Regions from separate parts of the Dromaius novaehollandiae genome. Here regions 1 and 2 are each linked to region 3. A link is a contact called in public Hi-C data. All regions are on one chromosome and are shown on one strand. Each heading gives the region's core, a stretch centred on a gene start, on an enhancer-like site or on the middle of the called end of the contact. The rest is flanking DNA. Distances are from core to core; before and after follow the strand shown. Region 1 has its middle 140 kb from the start of UBASH3B. Region 2 has its middle 110 kb from the start of SORL1. Region 3 has its middle 200 kb from the start of UBASH3B.

The links. A called contact is a pair of places that touch in the nucleus more often than the background predicts.
Region 1: a contact with region 3 is called in a Hi-C map of liver, with 5 times the contacts expected there. The contact joins two enhancer-like sites. A contact is called at or near these places in 2 of 4 Hi-C or Micro-C datasets (liver and ovary).
Region 2: a Hi-C map of brain shows a contact between it and region 3, with 1.9 times the contacts expected there. The contact joins two enhancer-like sites. A contact is called at or near these places in 2 of 4 Hi-C or Micro-C datasets (brain and liver).

The regions. Positions count from the first base shown.
Region 1 is chr21:4,579,860-4,583,116 of bDroNov1.hap1, reverse strand. No RefSeq gene overlaps it. Among named protein-coding and RNA genes, the nearest start is that of UBASH3B, 140 kb to the left of the region's middle. Within about 2 kb of position 1,331, at least 2 of the 2 cell types and tissues checked have open chromatin away from gene starts, as enhancers often do.
Region 2 is chr21:4,412,654-4,416,318 of bDroNov1.hap1, reverse strand. No RefSeq gene overlaps it. Among named protein-coding and RNA genes, the nearest start is that of SORL1, 110 kb to the right of the region's middle. Within about 2 kb of position 2,153, at least 2 of the 2 cell types and tissues checked have open chromatin away from gene starts, as enhancers often do.
Region 3 is chr21:4,514,704-4,518,006 of bDroNov1.hap1, reverse strand. No RefSeq gene overlaps it. Among named protein-coding and RNA genes, the nearest start is that of UBASH3B, 200 kb to the left of the region's middle. Within about 2 kb of position 1,721, at least 2 of the 2 cell types and tissues checked have open chromatin away from gene starts, as enhancers often do.

The sequences.
Region 1 (3,257 bases), core at 82-2,581, 66 kb before region 3:
ACTCCAGCTGTCACCTGTTAGATTTCTCTTATACTTCTCTTATACTTCTCTTATTAACATACTAGTAATGCTGTGGTGATTAGGTGAGCGGATTATGTGTCAGCCCTGCATTGTGATTTAGTTGCTAGTCATACTGTAGTAGCTCCTGGGTGCTCAGGCGTTGATATCAACGACGTTGTGGCAGGTGCTGTACAAGCTCAATGCTTATTTATCAAGGCGAGATCATTTTCAGTAGAACTGGGCAGAAAGAACTTTTGATTTAAATTCCCCTAGATTCTGTGGTGGTTTGAATCCCGGATCTACTCCAAATGGCTCCGAATTTTACATGCAATACATGTTTTAAATCAATTCAGCCAGAGTCTAAGACTGACACAGCCTCATTCTGAGAGATGAAAACAAATGCAAATACACACGCTGTGGTTTGTTCTTCTGGTTTAGCCATTTTTCCCCCCTAGACCATGCACTGATGCAAGAGCATTTGCAGGTGCTTTCTCTGTCATAGCTGTCTCTAGCACAGAGTCCTGGCATACAGGTGTTTGGAAGAGTGGCCAACATGACGCGTACAGCTGGGCCACGGTAAGGCTGCTGTCATGAGTAGTTTTCGGCAGCCTCCAAGGATGAGGGTGTGCATAGAGAAACTTGACTTTGGAGCGCGTGTCCTTCCCTGGCACTCTGAGATGGTTCATCAGTCCTAGAACCTTGTGCCTCGATCTAGTGCTTAAGGATCATCAATGTAAAATAGAGCAGCACTAGTAGGATGGGATCTTTTTTTCCTCAGGGGAGTAAAAATGGTGTCTTTTAACCTGTCAGTATGCATTTACAACACATCTGAGGCTTGAAAGAGGCTGTCCGAAAAGAAAACCAGGGTAATAGGAGTGTGTTAGTAGAGCCAGTAGGCATTGAATAGTCTCTGTGGTGGTTTAAAAAAAAAAAAAAAAAAAAAAAAAAAAAAGAAGCCTTAGGCTTCAACTGATTGCTAATTATGTGGTTCTATTCCTTTTTAAGAAAATACCATGCAAGGTTTGTGAGGGAGGAAAAGTGTTTTAATCTGGAGAGTTACCAGGTTTTTTGGTCTTTGTTTTGCTTTTTCCCATGCTTCAGCTTAGTATTAGAGACCTGGCTCTAGTTTTAAAATGAAGCTACATTCCCGAGTTCTGCCATCCATCTCTTGGAGCCTCTGTGCAAAGGGCACAAGTTATTCCACCTTAAAAAGAAACGAAAAAAAAAAAAAGAAAAAAGCAAAACCCACACTGTGCAGAGAGGGAGAGAGTTACAGAAAGTGGGCCCCCTGCTTTTTTCAGAGGGGGAATGTAAGCAGATCCTTGCTGAAACTGCTTCCCTCAGCAGTTTTCAGCTTGTTTTAATTGGCCTGGCCTGAAAGAATTCTGAATGCTGTACCTGTGCCAATGAAAATGCAAATGTTTCCCCGAGACGGAGGCACTTGGAGTGCCTGTGCCCCAGCTCTGATAGCAGCAGCAGGGGCATGGAGACATGTATGTGATGGGAAACGGGGAGGCCTTGATCTAATTCAACTCAGAAAACAAAGAGCCTTGGAAAATGAAGCACGAACAAGGCAGAGCAGGGCAAAATACAGTGGAACTTACTGCAATTGCTTCAAAACCAGGAGCTTTTTTGTACTGAAATCCATTATCCCCTCTCCTTGCACTGGGCAGTTGGATCCTTTCACTAATTTAACGGGGAGCTTGGTATTTCTTTTTCTCTCTTTTTGTTTAATTCTTTATTGTGAAGATTGTGTGTCAGAAAGAAGGTTATTTCACCAAGTACAGAGACGCTGTCATCAAGTGCATCCTTGCAGCCAGTGGACATGGTGGTGTTAGGCAGCACATTCTGGTGTTGGTGACTGTCCTGCTGCAGGGAAACCACGGTTACAGGCTAGTCCCAGGCTCCTGCTCCCATGTGAGGAATGAGCAGGATGGGCTGGAAGATACCAGCTGTGTCTGTGTTCACTGGCTTGGAGCCTGGTGGCGGAGCTGTTGTTGAAGCAGCAGAGGTTTGACCCAGCTTGATGTTTTGAGCTCTTCCTTGTCCATGCTGCCGTAGCCTAGAACCGCTGATCTTGAGGGTTATTCCGCCTCACGCTGGAGCCAGATTTACATTCCCTTTCTCCCTGCTGCTCAGAGACCCCAGTCTGTTATGCCGGATGGAAAAAGATATATTTGGAGAATTGACAGCAGGCAAATATAGCCTTTTTGAGTCCTGTAGAGCCTGACTCGTATGACTTTATGGGTGGGCTTGAGGGGATACGATTGGGGCTGGTAGATCAGACACTGACTGTGTCTGCTAAGGTGCTGGAGTTTGTCTTCAACTGGGAGTTTTGATGAGAGTATTAAGTGGTTTCTCTTAATAAGATCTTTTTCTTGTCTATTTGACATAACCTAATGCTCCTTTGTCCTGAAACTTAGGCACCATCCCCTTTTAATACTGACTATCTGCATACCCACTGTTTCTGCTTGTATCTTGGCTGGTTGCATCATTTCTGAATTAGTTCAGTTTGATGGTCCTGTAGACAATGTAAACTATAGGTCAGCTCTCAGAAATAAGGTAAAACACCAGCTTTTCTTCAAATAAGTTGGCCTTTCTCACCCAGAATATAACCAGGCTCTGGAAGTGGTTGCTACAGAGTGTTGTGCCAAAAGGATAGGTACATCTAAGAAGCCAACTGGACAAAGTCAGGGAAGGAAAAAAACCATTGAATAGTAAAAAAGAGGGGGAAAAAACTTTCTGGCCCAGTAAGTCCCTAAATTGTCACATGCTGGAAACTGAGAGGATATGTTGGAAGAATTATAAATGCATGCTTGTCCCTTTCCTATACTCTCTCCTTAAGCATCAGCTCAACATTAGAGTCAGAATTATGGGCTAGCTGGGTCTTTGGCACGGCTGTCTTTATGTTCCAAGCTTGCCATTATCTTAAAATATGAAAAGATCATTGCTTCATGTTTTTTGTTTGTTGTTTTCTGAGGCTTTTTTTACAGTAGTTTCTTTTCAATGTGGAGAAAAGGAGGTTTCAATTTCACTTAAATTGAGTAGTAACGCATACTGGCTGTATCATCACTAAACTGTGGCACGTGCATACAAGCATGAGTGTGGAACCTCCCCAGGTAGTCACGTACCTGCCTTTCCCATACCCCATTTTTATGCTATTCATTCCCTTGTGATGGCAGCCCTATGTAGAGATGCCCTTCATCTTAAGAACTACTGTATGTGTGCATGCACATCTCCCTCCCACATAGTGACGT
Region 2 (3,665 bases), core at 904-3,403, 100 kb after region 3:
GCATGAAGAGGGAGAAGGACTTGTACAAGGTTAAGTGTAAAGCTTGTAGCAGAACTGGATATAGAAACCAAATCTGCTGGCACTCAGTATCTAACCCTTGCTACAGGAGTTATCCATGTTCTGCTTTCATGAAGACTATTGAAAGATTTTCTAAATTTAAGATCCAGTAATCAAGTTTGAAATAAAATTCTGATTCCTCTCTACTTGCCAGCATACTGCCTAGGAAAGGATCACTGTATGCACTCTGTCAGGCTGCTCCCATGTTCTCATGCTTCTATTCATAAAACCTAATAATGAGGAGTAGCTTTGTGAAAGATGAAAAATGTGAAATTCTTTCAGTTTTATAGGAAATGACTGATAACAATCATATGACAGAGGGATTAACGAAATCCCCTGCAGTCATCTTGATTTATCAGAAACACAAAACTGAGTTTTCAGCAACTCAGTATTGTCAGTGAGGTTCAACAAGTATTGGGAGAATTTTTATTAAAAATGTGTATGCAAAAAATTAATGGCCAGTAAATATTTTGATACGTTTTTCTGACAGAAAGAGCCCTCACTTTCATTTTAGAAAAGCCAGTTTTCACTGAAGCCTTTACTTTTGCAAAGTAGATATAATAAATTACCAGTGCAGAATCCTCTCTTTCACCCTATCAGTCACAGGGCTGTGTCTTTACTTGGCTCTCCTGTAAATATGAGCACACATGATAATGATGATTCAAAGGAGAGAAGAACCAGAACCGTTCTTTCATATTCCAAAGGAATGAGCCTTTATTATTTTTTACACTTTGGTATTTGCCCCAATTTATGGGTTAGATAAGGCTTGAATTTTGAAGAACGTCATGAATTGCTTTTCTTATTGATCTAGCTTTTAATGTGCAAACAATGAAAACAATAAAACTTGCATTTAAAAACAAACATTTCTAACACAGGAGCTGCATTAAAATGACACAAATTGCTTTTGTGGGCTGAATTTAACAGAACACCCATGAGGTTCCACTTAAAAACAACAAGCCAACAAAAATCAAATTGCATTGTTTTACTAGCAAACAAAATGGTGAACATGCCTTGGGCTATGTTTTCAGCATGTTTTCCTGGAAGATCAAAGTTTAAATCCTGTTAACCCTTCAAATGTTAGACTAGTGAATTCATTTCTTTACTCCTGGGCTTCTAATACTCCCTTTAAGATGAACCAAACTCTTTGCATGCATCTGACTTTTTGTTCTTCCTCCGAGTGCAGTCAGTGCTCCACTTGTAACCCCCACCAACATCTCTATGGAAGTGCCAGCCTGTAAGTAGGCAGAGTTCAAATAGATAGTCATCCGTCCCATGTTTTTTTTTTACTAAATTTGAGATCTTGATAGAAGTCTGAATTAAATTTCTTATTCATTTGCTGGGTCACCGTGTGTCCGACGGTTGGTTCCTCGGGGTGGAGGAAAGCTGATTTGTGTTGACACTTGTTTGTCACCTGTTCCAACAAGCACTAGTCACCTCGCGTGCCTCCTATTCCCACAAGTAACCACGTACAAGAGACCTTCCTTTTGGCAGTTAGCTACCTTCTAAAGGATAAGGAACTAATAATTCTGTACAAGCATGCTTTTTTTTGACATGGTGGACCAGATTCTAGTCTGGATTTATGCTTATTTCATTGCTCCCTGAATAAATAATGAATCCTCCAAATAGTTATTAATTCCAAATATCTGTGTGTCTGTATAAGTTGTGTAATGTCGGGAAGGTGAAGAAGATGGAGCAGATGCGCCCTTCTGGTATTAGTTTGTCCTTTTGGGAAAGCGTGTAAAGATTTAGATGTGCACAAGAACAGCCATGCTCTCCCCCTAAGCGCTTGGGAGTTGTGGACTTATCCACACCAGCATGGGATGATACTGGCAAGCCAGTAGGATCCTTGAAGCGTTTGGAAACTTGCCAGAAGGCGGGGGTCAAAAAGGCGCATTTTCTTTCATGTCCAGAATTAAATTTCTTAAAAAAGAGAGCATGGAAGGGGAAAAAAGAAAAGCCTGCATGAATTTAGTTCCAACCAGCTCCTTTTTCGTTAAGTCGAGCAGTGAAAGAAGGTGAATGTATCGCAGCGAATACAGAAGCAAACTGTACTTTCCGGCTGCGCTACCCTTCTCGGGCCTCCCGCCGACATGCCAGAGTTCACTCTTAAAATGATTCTGTTACAGTACCAGCCCCACAGCTGTCTGCAGCTGTATGCCTCCCAGCTCCGCACAACTGGCTTTTCACACACAAGTGGCCCCTTTTAAAAGGGTTCACTCGAACAGATTGCTCCAGTCTAACAATGTGTAAAACATGGTACTTCAGACAGGCTTTCCTTTTTATTGTGTGGTCTTTTTTTGGAGTCTTTTATACCCCCAGATGAAGAATAGAAGAATTATTGGCAAAATAACTCGGCAGCGCTTTTTTCCCTCCTCTCCTCCCCTCCCCACCTGAGTACTTCACAAGGAAGGGGTTCTGCCTCCCCCCGTGCTCCCCCCCTTTTCCTTTAGAAATGCCACATCCAAGCTTCGTTTCTTTCTAAGAAAAAATGAAAACTAAGCCCACGTGCTTTCTTTCTGAGTGATCACCATTTAAAGCCCTGAAAAGCCAAGTGTACAGATCAGACTGTGGCTCTCAGGGCTGTCTCCCCCGAGCACCTGTGCAGAAACCCTTTTGTGGGATTGCTAAGCACTTGTTTTGCATCGCACAGCACCTTGTGCAGTCAGTGCCGTGGACCACGGCAGCATTTGTGGACAAATGTATGATATACATTATAAACACCAAATAATTTTTCCCTTTCCCCCTTGATGTAGATACTTCATAACAAATGCTTCCAACCTGAGGAAGGTGAGCAAGAATACACAACAAGAATGGCCACCTGGTAGCAGTTACGGTTTTATTTTAGAGAACATCTGCAGTTTGCTCAGTGCTGCACAAGCTAGGGTTAAAGAAGAGAGTCTCTTGCTGTGGAGAGCATGCAGTCAAAACAAAAGGTGCAGAAGTTCATCGTCATCCCTCCTACTTTTACTCGAATATCAGTCTGCAGGGAAGAAAACCAGGTTTTCGGAGAGGAGGGCAAAAAAAGTGTTTCCCTATGCCCTTATTTTTGTTAGTTTGGGGAGGTCTGGAGGTGGTGGGAGGAAAGAGTCCTTATTGCTTCCCCTTCGATGCAAACTAGTTCCTCCCTCTCCCCTCGCTTTTCCATTTTGCTACCCGAATGAGGAACAGAGAAGAGAAAGGAGGGAGCAAACAGAGCAAAGCAGCCCCTTGTTTCCCTTTGTCTGACATCCCGAGCTCTTACATGTGTTTTGGGGAAGAAAGAGAGGGAGGAATTAAAAATTATCTCTAGCCAGTCGATTTTCTCTTATCGGACATCACTTGAGAGGAGCTGTGAAATGAATTGCCTTTGCCATCCTTTGCCAGCAGGTCTTTCTCTCTAGTTCAGCTGGTCTTGCCTAGGCTTGCTCTGGAACACATGCATACCAGTGCGATACCTGCCAGGAGGCCGCCTTCGCTGTCGTGCTGCAATGTTTCTGGGGATTTCATGAACACGGGGAGTTAGAATAACGCTGTGTTTGAAACTTGGATTCCAGGGAGAATTTCCCTACACAAAGGGCTGCATTTAAAATGATTTGCTCCAAGTAGAGTGGGGTGCCTGCGTCCAATTT
Region 3 (3,303 bases), core at 472-2,971:
CTTCGGACTCTGCATGCATGCAGCAGAATTTCATTCTAAGGCTGCTGCTGATAAAATGTAGCTTGCTTTGAGTAATGGTTTGATTCCTGTGTGCAGGGAGTTACCCCAGTGAGTCAATGATTTCTAGATAGCCCCACCCTCCCCAACTTCCCGAACACTTACACTGCACTCGCTTTCTCTCTGCCAGACCCACACACGGCATCTAACTAGCCCAAATCCTAAGAGGCAGCTTCTCTTCCCTCCCCTGTTTCAGCCCCAGAAAACTAAGAAATAAAGCCACAAACCCCCCTGAAACCAAAGCCCTTGAAATGCCTGGCACGTGTAACGGAGGTATATTTAACAGACTGGCTTCCTAACCTAACCTGGTTTCTTGCGTAGATGCTGTCTGCCTTCAATACCAAGGAAAGTGATTTCACTGGGAGCTAAGGAGGTGTTTTGAATATCCCCGTATGCAGCTAACAAGATCTTTGGGTGCCCAAATACCTTTAACGCCGTAGTCCTAGAGCATCTGTGCAACGTGCAGCATAACAAAGAAACCGCCTTATTTATTTATTTCTGTGTTGGCGTTAGGTGCTTTCTCTCCCTTAGAGCGAGTAGCACCCTCTGCTCCCCCGAGCGCCTTGCGCAGCCCGTGTGGAGCCAGGCCTCGGGCGCCGCCGGGGAGCCCCCGCCCCACTGCTCCGACCGCTGCGGGTCTCAGGTAAGGCCCCACGGATGGCTCGGTGCGCGGGGTCTTCTGGGGCGGACCTGCGCTCCGCGCTGTGCGGCGCATCCCTGGGGATGCAGGGCCCGGCCTCGTAGAGCACAGTGCAGATTTAGTCGTCATCTTTGTCCCGTCCCCCCCCCCCTCCCCCCCCGCTGATGTTAACTGTCTGTATTATTATTTATTGTTATCAAGGGATTTGGTTTGATCAATGAAGTGTATATGCGTCTGACGGACATTGGGAGAGGAAATGCTTGGAGAATGAGTAACGTGTCTGCAGCGGAGGGTGTGTGTGAGGCAGAGAGGCAGCATCGGTACTAGCAGCAGTGACTGATGAGTTCATTTTAAAATCCAAGGGCATATAGCTGGTAAATTAGCACATATTGCAAATATAGTCTGGTGCGAGAGGCAGCGGGGCTGCCGTTGAGCGGAGGGGTGGCTGCGGGGGGGGGGGGGGTGGCGGCGAAGGGATCGTCAGCTCTGAAGTCGCGGCGGGCAGGAGCCGGGCGCGCCGCCTGCCTCCGTGCGGCTGCGGGGGGGCGGCGGGGGGGGGGAGGCGAGGGAGCAGCGGCGGATTTTATTGTTTTAAACCCCAGCCGCAGGCGGAGGGATGCGAGGCGCAGGGCTGCAGCCCCCCCGGCGCGGCGGCGGGGGCGCCAAGGGGCGCCGGGCGCTGCGGGCCCGGCGGGCGGCGGCGGCGCGGGGCCGGGCCGGGCCCGGGGCAGCCCGCGCCGGGGATGCGCCGGCGGCGGCGGCGGCTTCTCCCGGAGCTTAAGAGCTTATTGGGGAGGGGCGGCGGGGCCGGTGTGTGCGAGGCTGGCGGCGGCGGCGGGGGGGGGCCGGGTCCTTATTCTGTTAAAGATTTAAGTAGGCATGCAAGGAATCTCTAGGATAGTTGGCAAAGGGCGCGGGTGGGGAGGGGGGGAAGGATCCAAAAGAGTCTGTAACCAGACACTGAAGCTTTCCAGGAGTGAGAGTGTGTGAGAGAGACGGAGACAGAGCGAGAGGAAGAGAGGGGGCAGTGTGGTCTAGTACATTTTCATCTGGTCGTTGATTTGAGCCTGATGCTTGCTGTCCCTCAACAGCCTCCCTTGCCTGTATTTTTTCTTTCCCCCTCTCCTCTCCTTTCCCTTCTACTTCATCGAAGCCTAGGGGAGCCAGTAAAGATTAAATGTGCTTTCTAAAAGGCAGCCACTTCATGCAGCTATGTCTACTCCCCCCCCAGCCACCCCCCACTCCCCCTTTTTGAAATAAAAAAAAAGAGAGGGGGGGAGACAGAGAGGGGGAGAAGGAAGGAGGAGGAAGAGGAGGACTATAGTTTAATGATGTCGGGACTGGCTGATCCAGAAGGAGGAAAAAAAAAAAAGGAAAAGATTTGAGATCCTGGACGAGGAAGGACTTTGGTGAATGGGCTCAGACTCCTGAGGTGAGAAAAGGACGGAGTGAATGACGATGATTTGGTAATGGTGCCTGTTACGGCTGCCCCCAGCCGTGCGGCGGCGGGCAGCGCCGGGAGCGCGGAGCCGGCGGCCGCGCGGGGCCGGGCCGGGGCCGGGGCCGGGGCCGGGCCGGGGGGGGACCTGCCTTCGGCAGCGCTGGGCGATGAGCGGCGGATATTTTGCATTTTTAACCTCGGGCCCTGCGGTACGTTTCGGCTTGTGCCGCTGGGCCTGAAGCGGTTCCAGAGATGGGTGGAGGGTACGGATCCATATTATTTATTTGGGGGGGGGGGGGAGAGGGAGGAAGAGGGAGGAAAGGGAGGGAGGGAAAGGGAGAAGAGCGGAGAAGGAGGTGGCAAGCTGGGGACGAAATCCTGCTCTCGGTTATGGCCGGCGTAAATTTCCATTGGCTGGGGTTGCACAAGGTGCTTGGCGAGGAGTCGGTGCAGGATGGAGTCCCTTTTGTGTGTGTGTGTGTGTGTGTGTGTGTGTGTGTGTGTGTGTGTGCGGTGTGTGTGTGTGCGCACGGGGCTCGGGGACCCTCCTCTCGAGGGGAAGCGGGTTTTTCCTCCAGGTTTTCCTTCGCAACGGCGGCCCGCGGCGGGCAGGGGCGGGCGGCGGCGGCGCTGGCAGTGCGGGGCTTGCTCTGGCACGGCGCTGCCCTTGGCTCCAGCGGATGCCGGAGTCGGGAGCGGGCCGCAGCTCGCCAGCCCCCCAGCCCCGTCTCTTAATAATAATAACAGCAATAATAATAATAATAGCGGCATCGGTCGGAGCGCGGAGGGAGGAGGGCGGCAGGCGAGGAGCTGCGGAGGAATTCGGTGCCTTTTCCTTTCCCCCCTTTTCCTTTCCTTGATATATTCCCTTAAAAAAAAAACGTTTTAAAAATGCGAGCGGCTTGCCCAGCTGCACACACCCACCCTCGCCGCCCTCCCCCGGCTTGCGCACGCCGCACGCTCGCACTCGCTCGCTCGCCCGCGCTCGCTCGGGTGTCACAGCCCGCCGGGCGGCCAGGCTGCTGCGGGCACTGCCCTGCCCTGCCCGGCCCCTGCCCTGCCCGGCCCCGGCCCCGGCCCCGGCCCCGGCCCGCCCCCGCCGCCCCGCCGCCGCGCTTTTCCCCCCTGCTCTTGGCGCCGGAGACTGGAGCCTCCCCCGCTTCCA